Linked DNA regions of Zea mays: regions 1, 3, 4 and 5 are each linked to region 2. Evidence: chromatin contacts called from public Hi-C data. All regions are on one chromosome and are shown on one strand. Each heading gives the region's core, a stretch centred on a gene start, on an enhancer-like site or on the middle of the called end of the contact. The rest is flanking DNA. Distances are from core to core; before and after follow the strand shown.

Region 1 (5,275 bases), core at 2,634-5,133, 300 kb after region 2:
TTATTCCAACAATTAGGTGGATATTTATTTGAAAAAAATACGCATTCCTTTTTATAAAGTATAATTGATTCCCAAAGTATCACAAAAATCTAATTTACTTCCCTCGTGGCTGATTTGATTTACCTCATAACTGATGTGGTGCTACTATTGCCTTCTCTTAGCAGATGTGGTGCCACTATGGCAGCTGATATAGTTGAGAAAAGTAAACGAGCCAAGCCTAACAAGTGTCCAGCCCAGCCCTTAGATGCAGCCATTTGGTTGCAAGGAAATCCTACCACGAGCGCCACAAACATAGCATACACACTGTTATTCAAGTTGAAATTCGATTACAATGACAGATTTATTCAGAAAAGGCAGTAGCATTCTGCAACAACTAATCGTTTGTGCCACTGCTCTGGATTATTTACCGGGAACCCAACAACAAAACAGCCCATACAGGCAAGATGGAAGCACAGATTAAAAAAAGAAAGGCACGTAGCACCTAGTATCACATTGTACACTGGTTTTGTGAACAGCACAAGCATACGTCTCTACCATCTGAAATCCATCCCATAAATACACAAGGCCAAAGTTGAACCCCAAGAGTAGCTGCCGCGAACACCCCTTCAAACTAATCGATCTTGACATTCGAGTACAGGAGGGTGTCCCTGGTAAGTGGCATGTTCATAAGCAAGCAAACCTGCACAGATAGCACAACAGTTTAGAATTTGGGTATGTGAGTTAAACAACTGTAGAAACGCATCTCAAGTTTAATGCAGGAGGATATGTGAGTTGTCCTCACCCCTATGAGAGTTGAAACAAGCAGGATGATCCCTGTAATCCATGCCAAGCTCTTTCGAACAAGTACGACAGAGGCTATGTCTGTAGTCTTGCTTGCTTCTTCTAGCCGTCTTGAAATGTGCAGTGAAGATGGTGCGTCAATTATGGATCCTAAGGATGATGGAGCCTCATTTGTGGATATTACCAGCCCAACAATTTTCCCTAATTAGTTGTCACAGTCAAAAACAGATTTTCGTCAGTGTATATAGTATCTTATATTAAAGGTATAAAAGGTGCATTAATTTGCAAAAGGTAGATGCAGTGTTTGAAACAAGTGAGTGTAAGTTTAGTCCAACTTCACTATAGACAGATTCTCTGTAGGAGGGACCAATACCCTTCTCTGTACAATTCCAAACAAGATACAATATATGTATGAAACAACAGAAATTTTAAAATTATTGAATGCTAGAGTTCTTAATTCATTCATCAGAATAGAGAACAAAACAGAACCTACAGTTGCAAAAAAAAGACCTATAGTGCGTAGCATGGAAGAGTTCACTACAGGGCACTCATAAGTAGGGGTGGTAATGGATCACGATCCAAATGTTTCTTCACAATTCGTTTACGCCCTTAATTAATTTTAGTTAAAAAATGAATAGAAATAGATCCCAATCCTTAAATTTTATAGTGTCAAATTTAGAGCCCATTACCACTACCACCCCTACTCACAAGAGAGGAAAAACTCATGTTTCATGTCATATTCAGTGGAATTGGTAAACTACCTTTGTATGCTTCATGTAGGGACTGGAATGATTTGGTGACAGCTCTCTGAACTATTTCTGTTCCCTGCTTAACAATTTCACCAGAACCATATTCATTCTCCAGAGCCTACAAAAACCATCAAATTGGTGAGTACATATCAATACTAAGGTACTAACATAAAGAAATCATATTAATATACAAATTTACATGTTATTGGTACATCAAGGACATATGGAATTAGATCAGGGGTGGGAGTAAACGTGGACAGTGCCAAGGCTTCAGATTAGCCTTTGGTACTCATTTAATAGAAATCTGTCACGCAGTTTCAAATTACAAAGTAACTATTTTGTTGTACAATTACCTTCAACCCTGTGAAGTGACATTCTAATAACTCTGCAGGGTTCACGACACCTGAGAAATCTTCATGAACCTGGATCGCCCTTTCAATAGTCTTAAGAAGGGAAGCCAAGCTGGACATGAATTCCTTGTCTGCTTCCTGCAAATGAATGCATTGCAATGGAGCCGGGACTTGAGACGTAAAAAATACACAAGCACGGATAAAATGCAGTGAGATATTTAGTTACACGTATACATACTGCAACATTTTATTTCGTGATAATAAATTATGGAGTGGCTGTGACAAAAAAATGCAATCAAGAGGGGGGACAAACATCTACGGGGTTGCTAAGCTGTGCACCTGTGTGAATTATGCCTGAGGAAACATATTCAGTTATGTGGGTTCAGCGAGGTAGGTAGGAAGCATTTTTGTGTGCAATAGATGGAGTGCTAACCTTATCAAGTTGCAAAGTAAGACTGTTTCCATTCTCCAAGGGAATGACTAGTTTGCCGGTAGACTTCTGATAAGATCCCTCCAACCAGTTTGCCTGAAAAAAAATATCGGCTTACAATTTGTAAATAGAAATGTTATACATCAAACTGCATTTGTCTTGCTTACCAAGCTGGAAAGTTCATTATCAAGATAATCTGATCGAGAGAGATCTAGAGATTCATCTGAATGAATGACAATTAAGTCATCCTTATCTGTAAAGTAAATAATGGATAAAAAGAATATATCAATAACAACAAGATAAGAACCCAAGAAGTGGGGCATCCAGGTTCAGAAGTAGAGCGAGAGAGAGATGTACAGATCCACTATAAGAAGCTGCAAGATAGACAGTTAAACCTGTAAGCCCTGTATCAGCGATGTTTGCACCTTCAATCCTGGTCTTGAAAATGTTGCTGCCTTCAGATACGAAGCTAGGAACTGAGACCAACACACAAGCAGGAGGGGAAATTTAGTTGCTAGTTCACAATGCACAGAAATTCGCAAATAATGATACAAAGCATTCCATAACAACTGGCATACCATTGAACCCATCAATTTGCACGAGGAAAACAGCACGCGGTCTATCAAATGGATTAGGAAGAAGAACTTTGTTCAACTGAAAATCGAAAAACAAAGGCTGAGACATTCTGGCAGAGGGGGGGGGGGCATGTAGAGGTTAGCTGGTTCCAGCAGGATGAAGTTTAAATAACCTTCGAAGAAGAAATAGCTGGTAGGGATGTTGACGGTGCGAAACCAAGCAAGACAGAAACAACCGCAGAAACTTCATTTAACGACATTGAAGCGTCCTGCAGTAACACGATTATATGTATATTAGCCAGCAAAGTATGCGATCACAGAAGGGGAGGTCTGTAGTGGTGTATGTCAGACTAAAATACCCAATGGTAACTAGTGCTTATAAGCAGTAACTAAACTAGCTACATATCCAATGGTCGTTTCAAGGGAATAATTCAAGCATGACGCTCAATGGCAAAACAGATCTAAGCAGATTCGTTGGTTCCTCTTTTCCTCCTAAAGAGAGCTTGAATGGGGAATTTTGGTACGGTACCTGGTGGTCGGCTTGCTGGTCCCGAAGGTAGCGGTGCGACGAGGCATCGATGAAGACGGCGGAGGCTTTTCCATGACTCTGCGCCTGCCGCTAAGATGGGACACGACACAAGAGATGAGCATCACCGTCAGGGGCAGGTGAAGACACATCGGAAGGGAAAGAGGAAAAAATGAAGAAGAAAGTAAGATCTTACCGCAGCAGCAGCAGCCAAGGCAAGTAAGACGGAAAGGAGGAGGAGGTGATGGCGGCAGCGTGCCATGGCCACCGACCTTGCTCGAGAACGATCGGATCGCCGAGTGGCAGCAGCAAAGATTGGATCTTGAATTGATGAGGCGACGAGGGAGGAACGAGAGGGGATCGAGGAGACACGATGACGCCACCACCACGGGCATGCTACGCTGGGCCAATTGTTGTTATACTTGTACAACGGGCCACGCCCTCGCCGCTGGGGAAGGCCCAGCCAAGTATGTTGAAAGAGGCCGGCGTTGTTGTACTCCTCCGGCAACACATATATTCACATGTTATCAAAAATTGCTCGTGCGCTTGCGACGAGGCATAAATTATTTGATAATATATTTCTATAATTCTATTAAATAATTAGTTCTTAAACATAAAGGAATAAATTTATGAAAAAAATTGACAAAGGTTATTTATTGTGTGGGTGTTTTTATTTACAATCTGATAAAAAATAGGCAGGCAAACGGACCTACGAGCACAAAAGAGTGACTGGTGTTAGTCCAAATTCACTAATGCATCCCACATCCCAGACTGACCGAAGATATATGTTCTATTTTAGGTCAATAGAAACATGTATTGGAAGTTTCTTGCGGCGGGCAATGCAGGACTCTAGAATGCGAGAGAAAAAAAACAGATCTACGCGTTTCGCGTGTGATGCACGGTGACGATGGAAAGATGTTTTATAATAGTAGAGATAGAGATATCTATCAAAATAGTTTGGGTTTTATTAAATTTATGGTAAATAGTATCCTTATGTCACTAAATTGTTTTATTATAAAAATAGTCTTTATAATTAATTTAATAATACTTAGTTTCTATAAAAAAATCTATTTTTGTATAAATTTAATCAAATTTGATGTATTTGGTACCTTAAAAAAGAATTATATTCTTTTCTATATGGAGGATCTACCTAACTTCCAATTCTATACCATGCTTTGCATATACTTTGAGGTTGGAATAAGTTCCCTGTTTGTTTTAGAGTAACAGATAGTCTATAAGATGAATAGCTAAGAGATGAGGTGGAGAAGCAAACCTAGAAGCCATGGGTAAGACACATGTTTCAGACTTTTGAATCTCACACTAAGAGCATGTTTAGTACTGCTTCATGTCCTAACTTCAGTTTAGCTTTAAAAATAGTTAGCCAAATATCCTCCACTTTATGAACTCAGATTCACCAAAAAACTTGAAGCCAGGGGCAACTTCACGCTTTTCTTGAAGCGAACTCAGATTCACCAAAAAACTTGAAATCGGGGGGCAACTTCATATTTTCTTGAAGTAGCAAGAGAGGTACTTCATATTTTAGAATTATAGACCTTCTCATAAAGTTAGAGTAAAATTACCTAGCTTTGCCATTACTGAAAGGGAATTAGGCTTACACCTATATTCCTAAATTGATTTTGGTGGTTGAATTGCCCAACACAAATAATTGGACTAACTAGTTTGCCCAAGTCTATAAGTTATACAGGTACCAAAGGTTCACAATAAGCCAATAAAAAGACCAAGTAAAGGGTTCAACAAAAGGAGCAAGGGACAACCGAAGGCACCCTGGTCTGGCGCACCGGACTGTCCGGTGCACCACCGGACATGTTCGGTGCACCAGGGTTCTCCACGCGCTGAACTCCTCA
Region 2 (4,964 bases), core at 2,313-4,812:
TTTAATCTAGAGCATGTGGAGCTTTTAATTTTTTTTTAAAAAAAAACTAGAGGTCGTGCAGCTGCACGTGTTTGATAGAAGCTGCAACAGACCTAAAATTTTGAATTAAAGCCCTCCCAAAATAAAGTATGACTTTGAATTTTTTTTAAAAAGATGAATAAAATATAAAGAACCAAACAACATATAAATCGAAACAGAGATAGTTAAGTGTTTCGTTTGGCTTTAATCCAAAACGGCTTCTACTATTTTCTATATTTTATAGTCTGAATAACTGGCTTTAATCCGAAGCGATCATAAGTATTCCTTAACAAGCACTACCCACGGCCACAGGAAAAAACCTAAATAATCGAATCAATTACGGTGATCATCGATGTATAGAAACGATGACAACAGTGATATATTTACAGAGGATTGCAGCCTCAGCGAGCTAGCAATCGCAAAACATCAACCACGGTGAAAATTTTCCATCTATAAAATCACAGAGCTCGTTTATCTCGTTTATACATGCATGGGGATGGGAGCTAGGTAGGTCAAGTTAGAAAGCCACACACGGATTCATCCTCTTCATGTTCGGAGACTGTTCCTGCTTGGTGGCAACAACCCGTTGGGTAGGCTGAACAGCCGACTCCTCTTGGGCTCTGAGATCCTCACCTGTGTTATTGCTGTCGCCAGTGCGTCAACTATACCGCATTCATCTCGCTCTTCAGAGTTGTCACTTGAGGATTTTGAAGATGAAGACTCGCAGTAACCAAACCTGACTATCTCCTGATGAATCATGGGAGCTGCAGTTTTGTTAGTACCCCATAGGTTAGAGAATTCAGCTTTCTGCGGGCAATCAGTGTAGAATAAGACCCAAGGGTGCCCTGTGTTGAAAGCCATTGGGAAAAGTCAATGAGAAATTGAGAATCGTATATATAAGCACAAGTTACAAGGGTGCTTGAACTTACGGAGAACATCTTCGGCATCGGGCCTTGAAGAGACCTCTCGATTAAGCATTCGGCCAATGAGATCACGAGCAAGCAGTGACACAGATGCCCACTGACTGCTGTGAAAGTCAAGTTCAGCAGTCTTTATAGCATCAAAGATAGCTTCGACAGATTTTCCTTGGAACGGAAGAGTGCCCATCAACAGAACATGCAGAAGCACCCCGGCAGCCCATACATCTACCTTTTGGGAGTAATTTCCTAGTAGAACCTCAGGTGCCAGATATGCCGGGCTGCCAGCAACACCAGTCAATTGCTGACCTGCTCAAAGTTGAACAACATATTAGTGAACATCAAACCTGCAGCAAGTAACAGAGTCAAAAGACACGTTCAAGAGCATCATCTAGTTTTGACCTAGCCGCAACTTTGTTTCTAGCTAGAGAACACCACCTTTGTAATCTCAAATAAAATAAAGATCTAACAGATATTAACATAGAAGTCAGGTCATATCATAAAATCTAAGGCGACATTTGGCACAGCTCCTGAGAACGGATTCTCCCTGAGCATCACTCCTCAGCCAAACAGCAAAATGGCGCACATATTCTGGTGGGATCTAAAAAACATGCTCCTCACTGCTCCCCATTCAATCTCCACCGAAATCAGTCCAGAATCAACCCTCTGCTCCCCACCCTACTCTCCCGCTGGAATCACTATAATAACTTCACTAAAGAATCAATGCACTAGGGTTCGAAAAGAAAAAGTATTGTGCAATACTATAAGAATAGCCATGATTATTGCTCAGAAAATAATGATCAAACAATCTGTCAATATTCTAGAAAGAAAAATCAGAATTGTCATATGCAATGAATTGTGTTTCAACATATTACTTGTGCAACAATGAATGCATTGAAACAAAACAGGGTAAGGCCAGCCAATACAATCACACCATGGTTTCATCATACATAGTTTTACAGGAAAACAAAGACATGTCAGTGTTAGTCTGATCACATACACAAGAAAACTGCTAATACTTGACAAAATAATTGACATTTTACCACTTCCTGATGAGCAAATTTTCACTGGCCTTAAAACCAGTTAGTCACACAAATGTCTTAGAACCACAAGACCGATGTACCGTTAACAATGACCTGACTACCTGACCATCATGATGTCAATCTATTGATGCTGTGAACCCAAATATCCAGAACTCCGTGGAAGTAACAACTACCTCCAGATGACAACAACTCGACTGCAACTACCAAGTTAGCACCACTTCGACTCTTGACACACCTAACAAAACAAAATGACACAGTGAATGAATAACTGATACCAAGTCAGCACTGAAAACACAACTTGCACATTTCAAATCCCATGTAAAATGTTTTTAAAATGCTAGTGGCAATGTTCAAATGCAGCATGAACTGGAAAACCCTGCCAAAGACCTAGTTTATGTGTGCATTAGCAAAATAAACCATTCTTCCTAATGCAAAATTCGAGCACAATGACAAGAGAGTAACCACTACAACACCATAAGGATTTGATGTAATCTTCCTATTTGAGTATTCTCGTTCTCCGCCAATTTGATCTACTTACCTGGCAGCATTTTGAAGGACTATAATACCAGAACAGAATCATATCGACTACTCAGTACCCATATAGATGACGCACGTGAAGTGACAAACATATAGGTCGCAATCTTTCAAGATACTTACCATCAGCAACTCGCACGGCCAATCCAAAATCTGCAAGCTTCAACCTTCCAGACTTGGTGAGCAGAACATTCTCCGGCTTGACGTCCCTATGCACGACGCCCATCTCGTGGCAGTACTTGAGGACCGCCATGAGCTCCTTGATCACATTGGCGGCGCGGCGCTCTGAGAGTTTACCCTCCCTGGCCACCTCATCGAGGAGCCGTCCGCCGTGGCAGAGCTCCATGACGAGGTAGAAGGCGTCGGTGTCTTCAAAGACGGCCCTGAGCGTGACGACGCCCGGGTGGCCCGAGAGGTGCTGCATGATCTCCACCTCGCGGTGGGCCGTGTCACCGCCGTTCTTCGGCAGCGCCTTGCAGGCGAACTCCTCCTCGCCCCGGGTCCGGGCCTTGGGGCGGCAGACGCGGACGGAGCCGAACTTGCCGTGCCCGATCTCCTCGCCGAGGTCGTACTCGTTCTCCAGCCGCTTCCGCCGCCCGATCCGCGTGGCGTTGTCGATGCAGCCCACCTTCCGCTTGAGCCCGCGCCCCGGGAGGACCCCCGCTGACGCCGACGCGCCGCTCGCCGCGGGGGCCGTCATCACCACAGCGGGGGCGGGGGCGTCGGTGCAGTGGGATTGCTGCGGCACGGAGCCGCGGCAGGCGCGCTTGCGGGAGGCCAAATCTTGGAGGGACCTGGCGGCGGAGCACACCGGGGGCGCGCCCTTGCGCTTCCGGGGCACCGGCTCCATGGTGCGCGCGCGCGCGCGGAGGATCGGAATCTCCCACTCCTAGCTTGGGTTTTGGCGGCGGCGCCTCCTGCTCCAATGTATCGAGTCGAGCGTCGGCGGCGGGGGAGGTAGGGGGACGGATCGAGACAGCGTCTTACGGGTCTATTGCGGAGCGGGGCTCGGAGAGTTGTGGCGTCGAGATGACGCGAAGGACGAGGATTTTGTTGGGGTTCGGTCGATCGGAGTGGAACTGGGGCGCGAGCACGAGCGCTGCTGCGCTATCATGGATTCATTGTTCGTTGCCGCACGCCGTAACCGACGCGGACTGGCGTGTCACGCCGCGCGGCGAAGCTACGCTGAGTGGTTTCGTGGTCATGGCTAGACCTGAAACTTGGTTCGGGCCGGCACGGCACGATCCTACACCAGATCACCACGAAGGAGAGCGATCAACACGACACCTCCTTCATCGCCCCTTTCAGCTCCTTTATTATGTCTCCATATCGTTTGCCTTAAAAATGTCGGGTGAGATATCAGCGATGTATGCTCCGGTGTTTCACTCACCAAGTGCGCCACAACATCGAGGTATATATTGACAACATAGTTGTAAAGACTAAGAGGTCCAATTATCTTATCACCAATTTGGAAGAGACGTTCGCAAACCTCCAAAGGTTTCGCGTCAAGCCTGTCTGCATCCCAAAACAAGGGTACCTACTCCTGTTGGGTCAAAGAGGGACCCGCGTGGCTATCCATAGCCACAAGGTGATGGACAATCTACCCAACTCAGAGTCTTGGCCCGTCCAACGAGGCCACCAACCAGCAAGCGGGTGTCACCATGGGTCCCGTCGATAGAATTGCTTGATAACTACATCCTAGGGCTGGACCCTCATGGAATGGTCTCGGACCTCTACGTGTGCCATCTAAACCTTTGACTAGGGGAGGTTCAGTGTTGCCACGTGTCCGGGCCATTACGGATGATACCTGGGTTTCCACAAGTGCCCGTCGGACCCCTAGCTCGGGAGGTCCGGGGCGCCATGTCTGTAGGCGTTCCTAGCCCCTGCTCTTTGCTCAGGCAGAGATCTAGTGCTGGCATGTGGCCTATGGCGCATGGTAAAAGCTGCAATGCATGGCCCGCTGCATGCCTCTGGTGTGGGGGTCGCCCGCATTAAATGGGGGAAGGATATGCGCCTCTCAACGCTTGTGGCAGGCAGCGTGCGCAGTCCGCAAGGCATGAACCGCGCTAATAGCACATGTGTTACCGAGGCAAAACCATTGACTTACTGCGTCATGCATGGGTGGCTCACATCATGACTTCTACTATTCCCGCTGCAAGACGGACAGGCGGAGGGGACAACCAACTCTCTTGTAATGTGCCCCCCTTGGACTATAAAAGGGAGGGCACATACACTACAAAGAGAGGGGGCTCTTGAGCCCATCCATGGACTCGGGGATAAAAAAAAGCTCACTTGAACTCTCTAGGAGACATCTCCATCTAGGCCCACGCTTTCTCAAGCTCTCATCAATACAACCCGCAATGGAGTAGGGTATCACACTCTGGTGGTCCGAACCACTCTAAATCCTTGTGTGTTCTTGTGTTCGTCCACCTCATCAGGCAAACCCTAGGAT
Region 3 (4,903 bases), core at 1,413-3,912, 290 kb before region 2:
GAGCTTATTTGCCGAGTGTTTTCTTTTACCGAGATTTTTTGCTTGGTACTCGGCAAAGAGCTTTTTTGCCGAGTGCTCGAAAAAACACTCGGTAAAACATTTGGCACTCGATAAAGAGCCGAATTCTGTAGTGATATAAGATAATAAGAAGGGCTTATAAAGATAAAAAACATGTGATATTAAGATATATAAGTATTATAACAATATCTTCTGGTTGGTGCTGGGTATTTTGGCGAGGTGTGCTGCTCGATGGATATATTAGCGAAACCACATATTGACGCATGCATTTTTCAAATATCTTCCTATCTAGTAGATTTTTTTTAGGTAATCATCAAAGCAAGGCCTGAGCCGGGGCTGGCGGCGGAGACGGCCAATTTCCTGAGCCCTGACCGCCTGCACGATGACTAGCTGCCTAGCTGCAGCTGGAGCTGCAAAATTTTCAGCGGAAACTGAAAGCCGATCGAGCACCGGGGGCTATGTTTGGAACAGCTTTGCTCCAGAAAATTTGGAATTTGATGGGGTTGGTGTCGGTTTCCAACATTTTTACCCGTGCAGTAATTCAAAACGAGCCGTACAATTATTTACCCGTGCACGAACAGTGCGCAGCAGATTCGCTCGCCCCCACCGACGCCGCTATCTCCTCTTCTCCGGGCTCCGGCCGGGCGGGCAGCCACCGGCCGCCAGTGCGCGCGCAGCGGCGCAGCAGGCGTGCAGGATGCAGCAGCAGTGAAGATGAAGCGAGCCGGGCAGGGCGACGCGCATTGGATAGGTCAGGAGGTAGCCGAGGCCCGAGAGAGGGCAGCACACCACACAGGCGCGCGGCGCACACAGCAGCAAGCAATTCAATTCCATCGTTGTCTCTACTCACCCTCATGATTGCCATGATTTCTTCGTTTCCCCGCTCGCTTTTCTCTCCTCTCCCAGCTCTCCTCCTTTCTCCTTGTCCAAAAGGCCAATACGCCATGCATTGCACGCCCCGTGCTCTGCTCCTCCGATCCATGGCAGCAGGCGGCAGCGCATCGAAATGCCCCTCGATCTTTTCACACGCGCTCCCTATACAGACCAATACCAATAGCCACTACTAGCCGGCCAGCAGTGAACCGTGTGGCAGGCAGTGCGAGGTAGCTATATAGTATGACTTTAGTTTTAGCCTCGTGGCTATATATGCGAGCGAGCTAGCTACGTGTACTGCCACAGGCCATGCGTGCACCAGCTACTAGCCTTGCTTTGCTTAGCAGAGAGAGATCGGGTGTCTAGGTCGATCGGGACGATCGATGGTCATTCAAGAGCAAGACGTATGTACGTCTGCGCGTCGCGGCTGTATATATAGCTCCTGCTGCCTGCTGGTAGTTGTCGTACATGCATGGACGACCGACGACCCTGCTGCGTCGCACTGCAGCAAAGCAAGCAGAGAGAGAGAGAGAGAGAGAGAGAGAGAGAGAGAGAGAGAGAGAGAGAGAGAGAGAGAGAGAGAGAGAGAGAGAGAGAGAGAGAGAGAGAGAGAGAGATGAGAGAGATGGGAGAAAGCCGATGAGCGCCAGGCTATGGCGGCTAGAGTACGTATAAGTAGTGGCGAACTGGCGATATGCCCGGAGCCGACGCATGCAATTTTAATTTGCAGGGCATGCGGGAGATCTGGGATCAGGTGGGGTGGGGTCGCGACCAGAGGCCACCATGCGAATGCAAATCCGTCTGGGCTTCAATTCGTTCCTGGACGTCATTATTAGCCGCTGTGTCGGTAGCTTTCTTGGTGCCATACATGCATGCCTTGGCTCGATCGGCCTCCCCCGGTGCACTGCACCCCCACCCACCACCAGGCACCAGCTAGCGCACGCAGACGCAGGTGCGCTGGTGGTGCCGTGGCCCTTTTAGTGCAGGCATGCAGCCGGCCGGCTCTCGTGCCTGCCTCCGCCCCGGCAATCATGCCCTCGCCAAAAGGGACCAGCCGGCGCCACGCCGACGAGCCGGGCACGAGCCAACAGGTAACGCGACCGAGCGACATGCATGCATGCACGCACACGCACGCTCCCGGCCCGTCGACCACCTCTGCTGCTCTGCTCCCAGCGTTTCTGCTGCCGGAGTACTGGGTGCCTAAGCCTAGTTTTAGATTAGAGCCCTAGCTAGTAGACGACAGAGAGCTACACTATCCGATCTGCCGTCCTCGATCGTCAAGCTGACCATCATCTGCTGCGTGAAGACAGAAGAACAAACAAACCCGTGCGTGCGTGCGTACCTCATATATACATATGTCTTGTAACGTCACGAGCTAAACATCAGGCGGCGATCGACGACGAACAAGAACTGGCCAGATGTTTGCAAGCGAAAACAAACATGCTATGCTAGCACTAGCAGAGCATGCATGCACACCTACCTACTAAAAAGCGACTGAAAGAGCACATCATGTCCGGGCTTTCCCCCGCCGCGCATCATGCCCGCCCGGCGCCCGCGCGCTCAAGGGAATAACCATAACCCTAGCTAGCTAGCTAGCTAGCTCGCCGAGAGGGGTTGCGTCCGTCTCGATCGATTGCGCTGCTGAAAAAACGATCAGCAGCTGCATGCCCTGATGGAGACAAGACAACACGGCGGGGGGGCCCAAGCCGTGCGAGGGCAGGGCAGTGGCGCTCTCCGTCGTCCAGTCTAATCCAATCCGACATCGGATGCGTCGGTTCCAAAAGGCGGACACTACCGCCACCAGCGCCAGCTCCGAGAGAGCTCGTACCAGTGGTGTGTGAGTGTGTGGAGCTAGCAGTACGAGTATACGACGCCTGCCTCCACGCTTACTCTAGCTAGCTAGCTAGCTCTGGCTTTTGCTTTGCCTCTCTTTTCCCCGATCAAATCGAGCCAGAAAAGCTCGATGGCTCCATTGATCGCTGCATGCACGCGGACCTACTACTACTAGCTTTAGCGCATGCATGCACCCGCGCACTGTCTGGGACGGACGAGGCTTGCGAGTGCGTGCTGCTGGCTGCTGGCACAGAAACACTTGCTGCCTGCATGCGCTTGCCGAGACCCGAGTTGGCAGATCCGATGCCGCGCCTGCTCCCCTCCCCGTGCCGGCCGGGAGAGCCACCGTAGCGGGGCCGCGGGCGGGCTCTCTCGCGATCGAAGGTCAGGTCAGGTCTCAGGTGGTAGGGTTGTTCTTGTGCTGGGTGACACCTGCGGGACCAAACAAATCCGCGGTCGGCACCTGGGAGCTTGGCTTGGCTGCTTGCCCGCCGGCCGGCCGGTTGCATTTGCGCCACCATGCGTGTGTGTGTGTCTGTCTGTCTCCTTACTGTTATTAGTTTGCTCATCAGCTGTACAAGACGACGAGGAGGGGCATGCGATAAACTGGCACTGGCTCGCTTGATGACGCGTTTCGTTTCTCTTGTTTGTGATCTCATTTCATGGAGGTAGTATGGTCTTGTGATTTTTAGTACAGCACTTACCTTGCTGCGTTGCGTGCGCAACCGAGAGCGAGATGTGGTCGGCGGTGCATGCGCGCTGGGTCGCTTATTGCAGCTTGGCAGTGTCTCTTTCCACAGCTCTCGCAGGCACGCGCTGATATGTCTGCTGCCATTCAGACACCAAAGAAGGTGCAAATTAAAAAGGCCAACTCGTCAGGGATAAGGCTCCATCACTAGTAGTACACTGTTGGTTGGTGTCTGTGGCTACTTTAAATTGGGTTAGAATTTAAGAATGGGTTAATTAAGTTAATTACTTTCCTACGTTCCAAAATAGAATTAGTTTTAGACTAAACATATATTCATTAATTAACATATGAATATAGTTTTTTTATGTATGTCTATATTTATTATCGTTAATTCGAATGCGGACACAAAAAAAGTTTAGGACGGATGAAGTAGCAGAATACATGCACTACCGGACACAGCTGCTTTCGGCAACGACTTATTTATCGAGTATTTTTTTGTCGGGCACTTGACAAAGACTTTGTCGAGCGTCACTTGGTTCTCGGTAAAGAAAAATCACCGTCATGACATACGGTTACGGTGACAGGAGACTAAACATACATTTATTAATTAACTTTATGAATATAGTTTTTTACGTGTGCCTATATTCATTATGAATGCGGTCACAAAAAAAGTTTAGGGCGGATGGAGTAGCAGAATACAGAATACAGGGTATGAGTTACGCCATGGTATAGATAAATTTGTCTTTGTTGTGTCATGTGAGGATTCTGTTACGTATGGCTATATATGAAAAGGTCATATATTTCCTGTATTTGATCTTGCAATCAGTAAGTATTCACATAAAAGCCTAATTAAGAGGGTGTTTGAATGTACTAGAACTAATATTATAGTTAGTTGGCTAAAAAAATATAAGTAGAATTAGATAGCTAACAAATAGTAGTGATTTTCAGTAAGATCAAAAGTCTAAGTGACCACCAGATGGTTGTCACAAGATGGTTGTCACATGAAAACTCGTACACAACGACATGTGCAACCTACATCATCAATAGTCCCGACGTCGATTGCAAAGCGTTCGGCTCTACCTTCATAATGCAACTGGATCCCATCTCAATGGCTGAGTTGTACTCCTACTTGCTTAGCTATGAGAAATGGATTTAATCGATCTACACGAAGGAGGTGATTCATCCTCTACAAATGTGATGACTAAAAATGACAAATGTCACTAGTACAATTTGGCTCTATACAAGCGGTATGCTTTTTACATCACAGGCGGTTCGGTTAGAAAACCGCCTGTGATGTCCCAGGCGGTTCAGTACGCCTGTGATGTAATAGTATCACAAGTGGTTTTTGTTTAGGACCGCCTGTGGTGCTCTATCTTTTTCACAAACGGACCCTAAGAAAAAACCGCCTGTGATTGTAAAAATATGAAAATACAATTTAAATATGAAAATAATTTTAATTTTTAACAGAAATATGCAAATACAATTTAAATG
Region 4 (5,038 bases), core at 595-3,094, 340 kb before region 2:
GATGCATGCAACCCAAATCCCCAGACACGATCTAAATTTTAAATTGCAAACACAAAAGCGACTCGTACATCTCCAAGATCCATCCAAATCGGCAAATGGCCATGCCCTGCCCTCCTCCTTCCCAACACCAACGTCATGATCGTCTCATCTACGAAACACACACACACACAGCCAAAGAAGTACAATAAAATAATGAAGATGACAAGAGAACAACGGCCGTCTTCTCCATCGTAGCTAAAATCCAAGAACTGCTGCTCGCTACTGACCTAAGTAGCTAGCTTACATTTCTAGCTAAAACTCTAAAAAAAGGAAGGCAAGGAGAGGAGTACCCCCAAAAAAAAAAGGCTAGCAAGCAATACGGTGCTGAGAAAGAGAGGAGGAGATCCATGATGCAATGCGATCAGTGGTGGTGTACCTAGCTAGCACACAGTGCAGGCGCCGGCGCGAAGCGAATGGCCGGCGGTCGGTCATGGCTTCTTGCCGAGGGTGTGCTTGTTGTTGTGCATCCACACCTTGAGCACGTGGCGCTTGACGCAGACCTCCTCGCAGAACTGCTGCACGGCGGCCTCGTCGTGCTTCTGGATGCGCCACCCCAGCCGCTCCGCGAACGCCAGCATCCGGTCCTTCTGCTCCTGCGTGAACTTGGTGCGGAACCGCTTCTTGCCGGACCCCGAGCCGCCGGACGAGCCCCCCGACGGGCCGCCGCCCGGGCCCAGCGACATGCCCATCATGGGCGCCACCACCATGGGGCCGATCAGCCCGGACACGTCGTCGCCCTCTTCGCGCCCCAGCGAGTGGGAGGTGGACGGCAGCGCGAGCGGGCGCTGCATGTGCCCGGCGGCGGCCGCCAGCTGCTGGTGCAGGAAGTACCCGGCAGGGGTGCGGTAGTAGGGGGAGAACTGGTGGTGGTGCGCCGCCACGGCGGCGCCGTAGGCTGTGATGGCGGCCGGGGACAGGGCGGCGGCGGGATCGGGCGGCGCGACGCCCCCGCCTCCCGCTGGCGAGTTGTCGGACTCCTTGCGGTGGAAGTTGCGGTGGCAGCCGCAGGCCGCGCAGCGCAGCGCGTCGATGGAGCCCTCCTCGCCAGCGGCCATGAATTCGCCGCAGCCGTCCACCGCGTGCCCGCCGATGCCGACCGCGTGGTTCTTGAGGCACTCCCGGTACCTGGTGGCCCCGCCACCGCCTGCGCCTGCGCCTGCGCCTGCGCCTCCTCCCCCGAAGCCGCCTGCTGGCGGCGTCCTGAAGCTCCCGGCTCCAGCAGAATCCCCGTGCTTCGGGGTCTCGCCGCCTCCTCCGCCCAGTCCCAGCCCCGGCTGCATCGGCGCATCGTAGCTCGAGCTCACGGGCATCGGCGTCATCTCCTCGTCGCCGTCATCGTGCTCGTCGAAGTCCATGGCGGCTGACCTAGTCGGCGGCTCGTCGGCACACGGGGGAGCTTGTTTGCTATACTAGCTAGCTACTCCTACTTTGCTTTTTCCCTTCCGACTTCCAGTAGGTTCTTTGCCGAGGTTAACAGCGAGAGCTTACTACCACACATCTAGCTACAGGAGAGGGTTTGTGTTGTTCTAGCTGCTGGGACTCGTAATAGGGGAAGAGAGAGAAAGAGAGCAGACCGTGAACTGTGCACACTCCCCTGCTGCTAATTTTGACGCATCGGCAGCGGCACTGCTGCGCGGCAGCAGCCTGCAGCAGCCTGCAGGCAGGCAAGCGGCTGCTGTGCCTGTGCCTGTGCCCTTGGGGAGATGATGTAGCCACACAAACACATCTCTCTCTCTCTCTCTCTGCTTCTCGCTCTACTACTACCAATCTAGCCGTGTCTCCTGGCTACGCGCACCTGTCGCCCTGTGGCGAGAGCGAGAGCGAAAGGGTGGTGTCGCTTTGGCTCCTGTTTATATCCTGTTTATGCTGCGGTTGGGATATGGCTCCAGCCCGGTTTAAAATGGGGTTACTGATCTTGCTGAAGGCTCGAGCTCTTTTCCTCGCTGGCCTACTGATTAGGTTATTGACATCAACTTACTCTTAGTGGTCCACGTAATCATATTCAAACTTTATTCTACGAACAATACAATTTACAGTAAAAACAGTATTTTGGGTAATGATACGGGTGAATCGCACTATTTTGGGTAATGATACGCGTAAATCGCACGTATATGTACAAAGGAAGAGAGTACGTAGATCATTATTACTGTACACACGAACGTATCTTCGTGATGATCCCTGTTTCAATGCCCGGCCGGTTAGTACGCCATAGCGAATTATACCCTCAGCTTATATGTGTAGTGGAGCTGCTAATATGTTTCGACGTGGGTAGACCTGCACCTGCATAGAAAAGAGCAGGCAGTATCTCTCTATAGCCATGTTAATGAAACAACGCTAGAAGATTCGCGCACAAAGAGTCCAAGTCCGTCCCAAACATTATATAAATATAAATGATTTACATTTTCTCATTCTTGTTTTTGGATGTACCTCCCTTCTTTTGCCGTACATTTACGAAGCTGCTAGGTCACGATAGATATACTTAAAGTCTTGTACGTTCTGCAATTTCTTCAGTTTTCTGGGTCTCTTCCAAAGTAGCATGAGACTCTTTCTCATTTTTCTGATAGCTTCGTCAGCTACCTCTCGGCCATCTCTCAACCAGACTTCGGAATAAAACTTTCCACTTAGCGCAGCGGCTTCGGCCGAAGGGTTCTTAATGTCGTTGGCTGAGATCGAGAATCCTGGCTAAACCACAGTCTTTGCATACTCGCAGAGCCAACCTTCTCAAGGAGTGACACAGCTCCGCAGGCGCCGATGAAGGCGTATAAGTCTCCCCTATCACCGAGAATCTCCTCAAAACCTTCGGCTTCGCCGCTAATCCACCGAATAACTCAATCAGGATAGCCACGAATAAAATTTTGCCCCGTAGAGAACGCACCAATTTTGGCAAAGCTATCTTCCAATTTATTACAACATTCCAGGGCAACATTGTAGCATTCCTCTTTTGCTTGACGAAGCTCCTCGACATTTTTTTGAACTCTCAGCCGTTGAGTATCAGATATTTCGCGCTTTATTTGCTCGACATTGAAATTTTCAGTCACTTCATCGAGTTTCTTTTTCAATCCTTGCACTTCAGATCTGTGCAATTCTACTTGAACAAATAGCGCATACTCCAAGTCAGCAATGCGCTTCACATTTTTTGTTGCTTCATTTCAAACACCTTTACCCTCTGCTCTGCTTCGGAAAGGCTAGAAAGCCTAGCTTCACTAGATTTTAATCTTTCCACCAAAGAGAGCAGGATCTTATCCTTCTCGAGAGCTTCGTTTCTCAAAGTTATAACCTCCGAACGAAGGTTTCTAATTGCCATCTGATTGCTCTCATCTTCTGCATCTTTCTGAGCCTTTAAAGCTTTGCTAAGAATTAGACCCTGACAAACAAAGAATGTACAAATAACGATAATAATTATCACCACAAAATCGTTCATCATAATAAAAATTACCAAATATGAAGGCAAAATAAACAAACTTTCAGGCTGTTATAAGCGAGACTATCTACAAGTTGGTCCTTCGTCATTACAGACAGACCATGCTCAAGCTTCAGGTATCCCATGTTGTCCATCATTTCCCGGCAAACATCAATCTCCTTCCTGTCTGGTAGACAGTAAAGGAAGTCGTCTTCGTCGCTCCCTCTATAAACTAAGGATCCCCAAGGGTATTTAAGATTCCTTGCATAATGTTGCACTTCGGCAATTTGATCTTCGGATAGTTGCTTCCCCGAAGCATGACGAACAATATATTTTGAATCAACTTGGGAAGGTGCTTCAGGAGTAGGCAATGTTGGCTTTTCATGAAGACTTTCCTTCGCTAGTTCTGCTAGCTTAACCCTCGAAGCTTTAGCCTCAGTGTAAGTGGGAGAAGCACTTGCAGTGGGTACTTCTCTCGACTCTTCAACGTTATTTTTGGGAGCTTCGATAGAAGCAGGAGTTGGAATATTTGTAGACTTCAAAACAACATCCAAAACACTGGCCATCCTCCTTTTCTTAGGAATCATTGTTACAGCAGTTGTTAGCCTCGGCAACCCAGTTGTGGTTGGGGGACTCAACAGTTTTGATTGCTCTTCTGCCTTTGAGCTCTTTATCTCAGACTCTTCTACTGGATCGGCACTAACTTCGACCGTCACAACAGGAATCGTCTCCGAAGCTAAGGGGATAGCTTCGGCCTGTTCAGCAATCTCTATCCTCTTTGTATCAGGTATTACGGCTGTCCTTTTTATAGAATGTGGCCTCGGCCTATGAGTTAAAATTTTAACCTTCTTCAGCTTAGGCGCGGTGGAAGAGGATGAGGCTGCCATTTTTCTTTTCAACCCTTGTTTTCGAGCAGGAAAGCAGTAATCAGGATAAAAATATCCAATCACATCAAAAACTCTATTCAACCTCCTCTTTCCGTGAGCGCCGAAGGCAGTGGTCATAGCTTCATCCTCTACCTTCGTGTAAGCTCCCAGCAGCTCGTCACTGGTAGCTTCGACAACCTCAAGCCAGTCATCATTTGGCTCATCAAACTGATTTCTAAAACGTTTAGTATATCTCAGGTAAACCAAGCCACCTTCGCTAGAACCGGCAGAACACTCCTTCGGCATTTCCCAGTCATTAACGAGTGACCAAACCTTGTAAGCATTATGCTCCTGTACCAAATCTCTGGTACCGATGTAAGTACACACAGTGTTGAAAGCCATCAAACACGCTTGCACTTCGTTTCCACTTGTAATTGATGGCCTTCTGATGCCGAAGCGTGACCGTATGGGACGCTGGATAATACCCTTCACATCTTCCCTCTCACTCAGATCATTCTTCACATAGAACCACTGTTTCATCCAAGTGTCCGACCACTTCTTTTGGAATGTCGGCACGGGATACCTCACATCAAAGCGGTGCACAAAGCTGTAGCACCCGAAGTTGTTGTGATACTGTTTCTTCCCAGTTGCTTTTGTCTGGTAGGATAATTCATGAATGTTGCAGAAACATTTGGCATCTGGCTCCAGCCCTTGGCTCCTCATGGCCCAAGTA
Region 5 (5,323 bases), core at 1,192-3,691, 270 kb after region 2:
CTTTTTATTGGCTGAGTGTGAACCTTTTACACCTGTATAATCTATACACTTGGGCAAACTAGTTAGTCCAAAGATTTGTGTTGGGCAATTCAACCACCAAAATTATTTAGGAACTCGGTGTAAGCCTAATTCCCTTTCATCAGGCAAGTTGTGCCCTTGATCCACTTTTGTTACCCAATAATATTCTTTATTATCACTATTCATGCATATGTTTAATTTTGATGGGACCCAATAGGTTACCCTAGTCTGTTTATCCTGTTTACCTTGTTTATCCCTGAATCAATTGGGTAGTTATGCTATTGCTTTATATGGTTTTGGGATAATATTTCATTACATCCATGTTCCAATTATTCTGTTATGTTATTTATGTTCATGATAAGATCATTATGTTAATTGGAACATGGAGCAACCATCCGGAAAACAGTGCTACCACAAGGGTAGTATGGGACGCCCTTGGCTAATTAACTAGGAAAGCTAGTGGATGACTAGCTTACCCGAAAGGGGCAAGGGCGGTATGGGAGTGGTCAGTGTAGGGATGTCCTTGGGTTGATTTTGCTGCGATGGCGGTCAGGCGAGAAATTCCTGCATTAGAGCTTCCTATAAACTGTAGCGGGTTTTCTGAAGCTAGTGAAACTTTGTAAAGGCCTCGCAGTGTTACCCTGCCTCGCCTCCTCAGTAGAGGTGTATGGGATTCATGACCCCTTGGCAAATGGGTAACATGACTTGTGGGTAAAGATGTGCAACCTCTGCAGAGTGTAAAACTGGTATACTAGCCGTGCTCACGGTTATTAGCGGCTCGGACCCTCACATGATTAATCTACGGAATTAAAACTCAAATTGTCATTCGCGTCGCATTGAGATTATTTTATTATTACTTTTACTTATTATTACTAAGGTTTGATATTTACTTATACTTAGTAATTGGTAATAAAATTTTGACCAACTTATAAAAGCAATGCTCAGCTTCAACCTTTATTTTGTTGATCAGCCTTACACTTCACATGAACTCCCACCTTTGGGGAGTTCATGCCACATTATTCCCCACAACTTGTTTAGCGATGAACATGTGTGAGCTCACTCTTGCTGTCTCACACCCCCCACAGGAGAAGATCAGGTGGTTCAGGTGGAGCCACAACGAGGAGTTCGATTTGATTTATGTGGCGTCTCTCAGTTGACTTTCTGGCGCCAAGGATATATTTTAGATCCTGTTATATTTATTTTTAATTTTATAAGACTTCCACTATGTAATAAGTACTCTGATTTTATTATGACATTTATCTCTATACACTCTGTTATTATATATGTTGTCTTCTTTGGCGCATGTATGAGATGCACCCGACTTTGTTCCTTAAAGCCCGTGTGTTACAATGTGACTAACAAAATTAAAATGTTCCTGTGGAGATTAGTCCATAATAGCCACTGTGTCAGAGTAAATATAGCAAGAAAAGATATAAAAATTGAAACTATGTGCCCCATGTGCTTCCGACTTGATGAAGATGGTGGACATCTGTTTTTTAAATGCAAAAAAGTGAAGCAGGTGAGATGTTTATACCTGGAGGACACAAGAATACTCCTCGCAAGCAAAGCTTCGGCATTGGAGGTCATCGAATCTATCCTAGCCCTCCGAGAAGAAACCAAAATTAAGGTTGTGTTGTTGCTATGGTGCTGATGGTCAGCTCGCAATAGGGCAAAGCAAGGGGAAACATGTGGATCTACTGAATGTGTGTGCAATACTGTTGCTTACCATTTGATGAATATAAAGAAACTTCGGATAGAAAATTCTGCTAGAGCCCCACATATATTAACCTAAAATGACAATCTCCCCAGCAGGCTTTTACAAAATAAATTGCGATGGCTCTTATGCGAATTCAGATTTGGACGGCTGAGGATGTATTATAAAGGGCCACGATGCCGTTTTCTTGGCTGCCGGGGGCGGGCGCTTTGACTGGCTTATCCTCTGCCCTTCATGCTGACTGCTGAGTGCGTTGCTTGTATGAAAGATTTGGAGCTGACTGCTTTCCTTGGTATGCAAAATGTGATGATTGAAACCGATGCTGCGATCCTGAAGACGACGCTGATCTCTCAAGAATATGATCTCTTTGCTTTGATAGTATTGAAGGAAATAAAGAGTAGGATGTTTTCTGAGTTTGCATGCGTATTGTGTCTAATGCTAAAGAACCTGTAATTTAGTTGCTGACTGTCCAGCTGCTTATGGAGCAAATTTAGGTGATGTTGACTCTAGTTTATGGCTAGATAATGCACCAGACTTTATTTGTAATCTTGTATCCGGCGATGTACTGAGCTGCTTAATAGCTATGGAATGCGTTTCCATGTAAAAAAACTTCACTTATTGAAGGGTAAATTCTAAAAGGAGCGAGGGGCAAATTCTGAAAAATCTGGGCTGTCCGCTAGTCCACTCTTCTGGTCCTCTCGCTTTTGCGCTCCCTTGGTCGTCTTCGTCCCCTGCTCGTCTCCCGTCCGTTTTCGGATGCCCACTCCGACCAAAACCCTAGCTACTTCGTGAAGGTGGAGGGGAGGAGATGGCGGCAGCGGATGGGCGCAGCGGCGACTTCCGGGTCAGGGGTGGCAGCGTTGGGGGTCGGATCGACCGACTGGTGGTGGAGAACTTCAAGTCGTACAAGGGTGAGCAGACGATTGGGCCTTTCGTCGACTTCACAGCCATCATCGGCCCTAACGGCGCCGGCAAGTCCAACCTGATGGACGCCATCAGCTTCGTGCTGGGCGTGCGCTCAACGCACCTTCGAGGCGCGCAGCTCAAGGACCTCATTTACGCCCTCGACGACCGCGACAAGGAGGCCAAGGGCCGCAAGGCTTCCGTCCGCCTCTTCTACTGCCAACCCAACCAGGAGGAGCTCTGCTTCACCCGCAGCATCACCGGCGCCGGCGGCAGTGAGTACCGCATCGACCGCAACCAAGTCACCTGGGACGTCTACAACGCCAAGCTCAGGTCCCTCGGCATCCTCGTCAAGGCCCGCAACTTCCTCGTCTTTCAGGTTTCTCCATTTGTTCCCTTGGTCATTGTATATTCCTGATAATTTAAAGTTTCCAGTCTCGGGTTTAAGTAGGGCAGGGAAACTGTCCATTTGCACTGCAGGGTGATGTAGAATCCATTGCCTCCAAGAACCCCAAGGAGCTCACCGCTCTCCTGGAGCAGATCTCAGGCTCTGATGAGCTTAGGAGGGAGTATGACGAGCTGGAGGAGCAGAAAGCCAGGGCCGAAGAGAAGTCTGCTCTTGTGTATCAAGAGAAAAGGACCATTGTCATGGAGCGGAAGCAGAAGAAGGTGCAAAAAGAGGAGGCAGAGAAGCATCTACGCCTTCAACAGGACCTGGTGTGATATTCTTTGTGTGAGCTTCGTGTTTAGCTTAATTAATTTCTTCATGTTAATTATGTCGTCTCCTTGATTTCCCTCCAGAAACTGTTGAAGACAGAGCATTACCTTTGGCAACTCTATACCATCGAAAAAGACATAGAGAAAATTGAAGCTGAGCTTGTGGAGGATAGAGAATCTCTTCAGCAAGTGCAGGAAGAGAATCGATCCAGTGACTATGAACTGACTGCAAAAAAGAAGGAGCAAAGTGCATTTCTCAAGAAAATCACATTGTCTGAGAAAAGCATAACCAAGAAAAAGCTTGAACTCGACAAGAAGGCAAGTGTTTTTTAGTTTACTCGCTTGCACTCCCACTTCACCAAAACTTTCATTCTGGACTTAGGCAAGCTTATTAAAACGATAAAACGTTGGAACGCTCATGGGTGAAATTTTGACTTTTAAACGTTTAAACTTTGTTTAAACGTAGTTTTAAACAACATAGGAAAAATATCAATATATCATAATTTCAGACAATAATATGAAGTTAAATACCAAAACAGAGAGGTTAGTGGCTTACCAAAACTTCACCCATGAGCTGGATTGAACCCCAAAAGTAACTAATAGACCGGGCCCAAAAATAGCTAATGGTTTAAAATGCATAGAACACTGCGTTTTACGGTTTAGAACGCCAAAACGCTAAAACGTGATTTCAACCTCTAATTAGAGTTTTGACGTTTAAACGTAGTTTAAACATCGTTTAAACGTAGTTTAAACATCGTTTAAACGTAGTTTTAATAACACTGGACTTAGGAATCATTATCGTACTTCTTTCACTGAAATTGCTTACTTTCATTCTAAGTTGCAATTTCTGTTTATGCTGTATAAATGGTTTAGTAGGTCTCTCAACCGCATCCCTATAATGCCCATTCAACCTTCTGCTCACTTGTCCATGCCATGCATGTGCATGGCACACTCAACCTTCCCCTCACCACTTAGCATCCCTCTTTCAACAAATCCATATCTTCATATGAGCTTAAGTATTATGAGATCTTTACTATGTTTTGGATAGGTCCAGTGATAGACTGATAGCGCAATCCAACTTGCTTGGAATCAAAAGGCTTTGTTGTTAATGATAATAATGGGCTCAATAGTAACATGATATGCTGCCATTTAATGTTCTTTTGGTTTTCCTCTTGACAAATGTCTATTTATGTTATCGTTACATAATGATTGGGCTGCTTTTATAAAATCATGTTCATTGTGGTATTACTGAATATTTTTTCTGCTTTTAATTTTTGATTATTGCTAAAGATCCTTGATAATAATAGCTGAAAGAGGATTTTTTCCTATAGAATTTTAAGTGCTGTTACTGGATATACTAATAAAAAAACTACATATTGTAATTGTATCTCTATTTTCAGCAACCTGAGCTTCTTAAATTAAAAGAGCAAATATCTCGTCTCAAATCAAAAATCAAAAGTTGCAAGAAAGAGATTGACAAAAAGAAGGATGATCACAAAAAACATCTTGGAGAGCTGAGAAGGCTGCAAAGTGATCTGGTTGAGGTCACAGAAGCTATTGAGGAATTGAATGAGCAAGGACAAGATACAAGTGGAAAACTGTTATTAGCCGACGACCAACTCCAGGAGTATCATAGAATGTGAGTGTGACTAGACATCTTATGTGCAGCGTTGATTTTATATTTAGTCTATCTAGGCGTCAGCACACATGCGGTGTATTATTATTCTAGGATAGGAAGAACATTTGTGCCTATGAGTTGAGTTGTACTGTTTTGTCTCAGATGTGTACTGGGGGCTAATGTTTTATTTAAAGTGTGGATGACTTGGACGCACACAATATTCCACGGATTAGCCAAAACAACATACTATCGCAACCATTACCCTAACATTGGGGCTGTGAGGTGAAAAGAGGCAATGTAGCATTGTAGCTTATCTTGTCTTTTAAAACCCCATTTCTAGGCAGTGGAAGGGG

Evidence for each region. A called contact is a pair of places that touch in the nucleus more often than the background predicts.
Region 1: a contact with region 2 is called in a Hi-C map of ear, with 2.6 times the contacts expected there. The contact joins the promoter of LOC100276220 here to the promoter of LOC100217162 in region 2. A contact is called at or near these places in 3 of 25 Hi-C or Micro-C datasets (ear and leaf).
Region 3: a Hi-C map of ear shows a contact between it and region 2, with 2.1 times the contacts expected there. The contact joins the enhancer-like site here to the promoter of LOC100217162 in region 2. A contact is called at or near these places in 4 of 25 Hi-C or Micro-C datasets (ear, endosperm and leaf).
Region 4: a contact with region 2 is called in a Hi-C map of tassel, with 2.9 times the contacts expected there. The contact joins the promoter of LOC100283050 here to the promoter of LOC100217162 in region 2. A contact is called at or near these places in 4 of 25 Hi-C or Micro-C datasets (ear, endosperm, leaf and 1 more).
Region 5: a contact with region 2 is called in a Hi-C map of ear, with 4 times the contacts expected there. The contact joins the promoter of LOC100272324 here to the promoter of LOC100217162 in region 2. A contact is called at or near these places in 4 of 25 Hi-C or Micro-C datasets (ear, endosperm and leaf).

What each region holds. Positions count from the first base shown.
Region 1 is chr1:205,871,089-205,876,363 of Zm-B73-REFERENCE-NAM-5.0, forward strand. It overlaps LOC100276220, which reads right to left and starts at 3,884. Exons shown (of 11, transcript NM_001150061.1): 1 at 3,607-3,884; 2 at 3,414-3,503; 3 at 3,058-3,153; 4 at 2,888-2,963; 5 at 2,705-2,785; 6 at 2,477-2,562; 7 at 2,313-2,405; 8 at 1,883-2,017; 9 at 1,542-1,647; 10 at 782-981; 11 at 344-679. The coding sequence starts at 3,672. The coding sequence ends at 611.
Region 2 is chr1:205,573,459-205,578,422 of Zm-B73-REFERENCE-NAM-5.0, forward strand. It overlaps LOC100217162 (putative calcium-dependent protein kinase family protein), which reads right to left and starts at 3,563. Exons shown (of 3, transcript NM_001143527.1): 1 at 2,636-3,563; 2 at 948-1,244; 3 at 341-863. The coding sequence starts at 3,362. The coding sequence ends at 565.
Region 3 is chr1:205,279,894-205,284,796 of Zm-B73-REFERENCE-NAM-5.0, forward strand. No RefSeq gene overlaps it. Among protein-coding and RNA genes, the nearest start is that of LOC100283050, 48 kb to the left of the region's middle. Within about 2 kb of position 2,663, at least 12 of the 20 cell types and tissues checked have an H3K27ac peak or open chromatin away from gene starts, as enhancers often do. A contact at or near this core is called in ear, where this site is marked.
Region 4 is chr1:205,232,424-205,237,461 of Zm-B73-REFERENCE-NAM-5.0, forward strand. LOC100283050 reads right to left here and starts at 1,845. Exons shown (of 1, transcript NM_001155952.2): 1 at 89-1,845. The coding sequence starts at 1,394. The coding sequence ends at 468.
Region 5 is chr1:205,849,086-205,854,408 of Zm-B73-REFERENCE-NAM-5.0, forward strand. It overlaps LOC100272324, which reads left to right and starts at 2,442. Exons shown (of 4, transcript NM_001146808.1): 1 at 2,442-3,014; 2 at 3,116-3,352; 3 at 3,437-3,670; 4 at 4,753-5,184. The coding sequence starts at 2,541. The coding sequence ends at 4,995.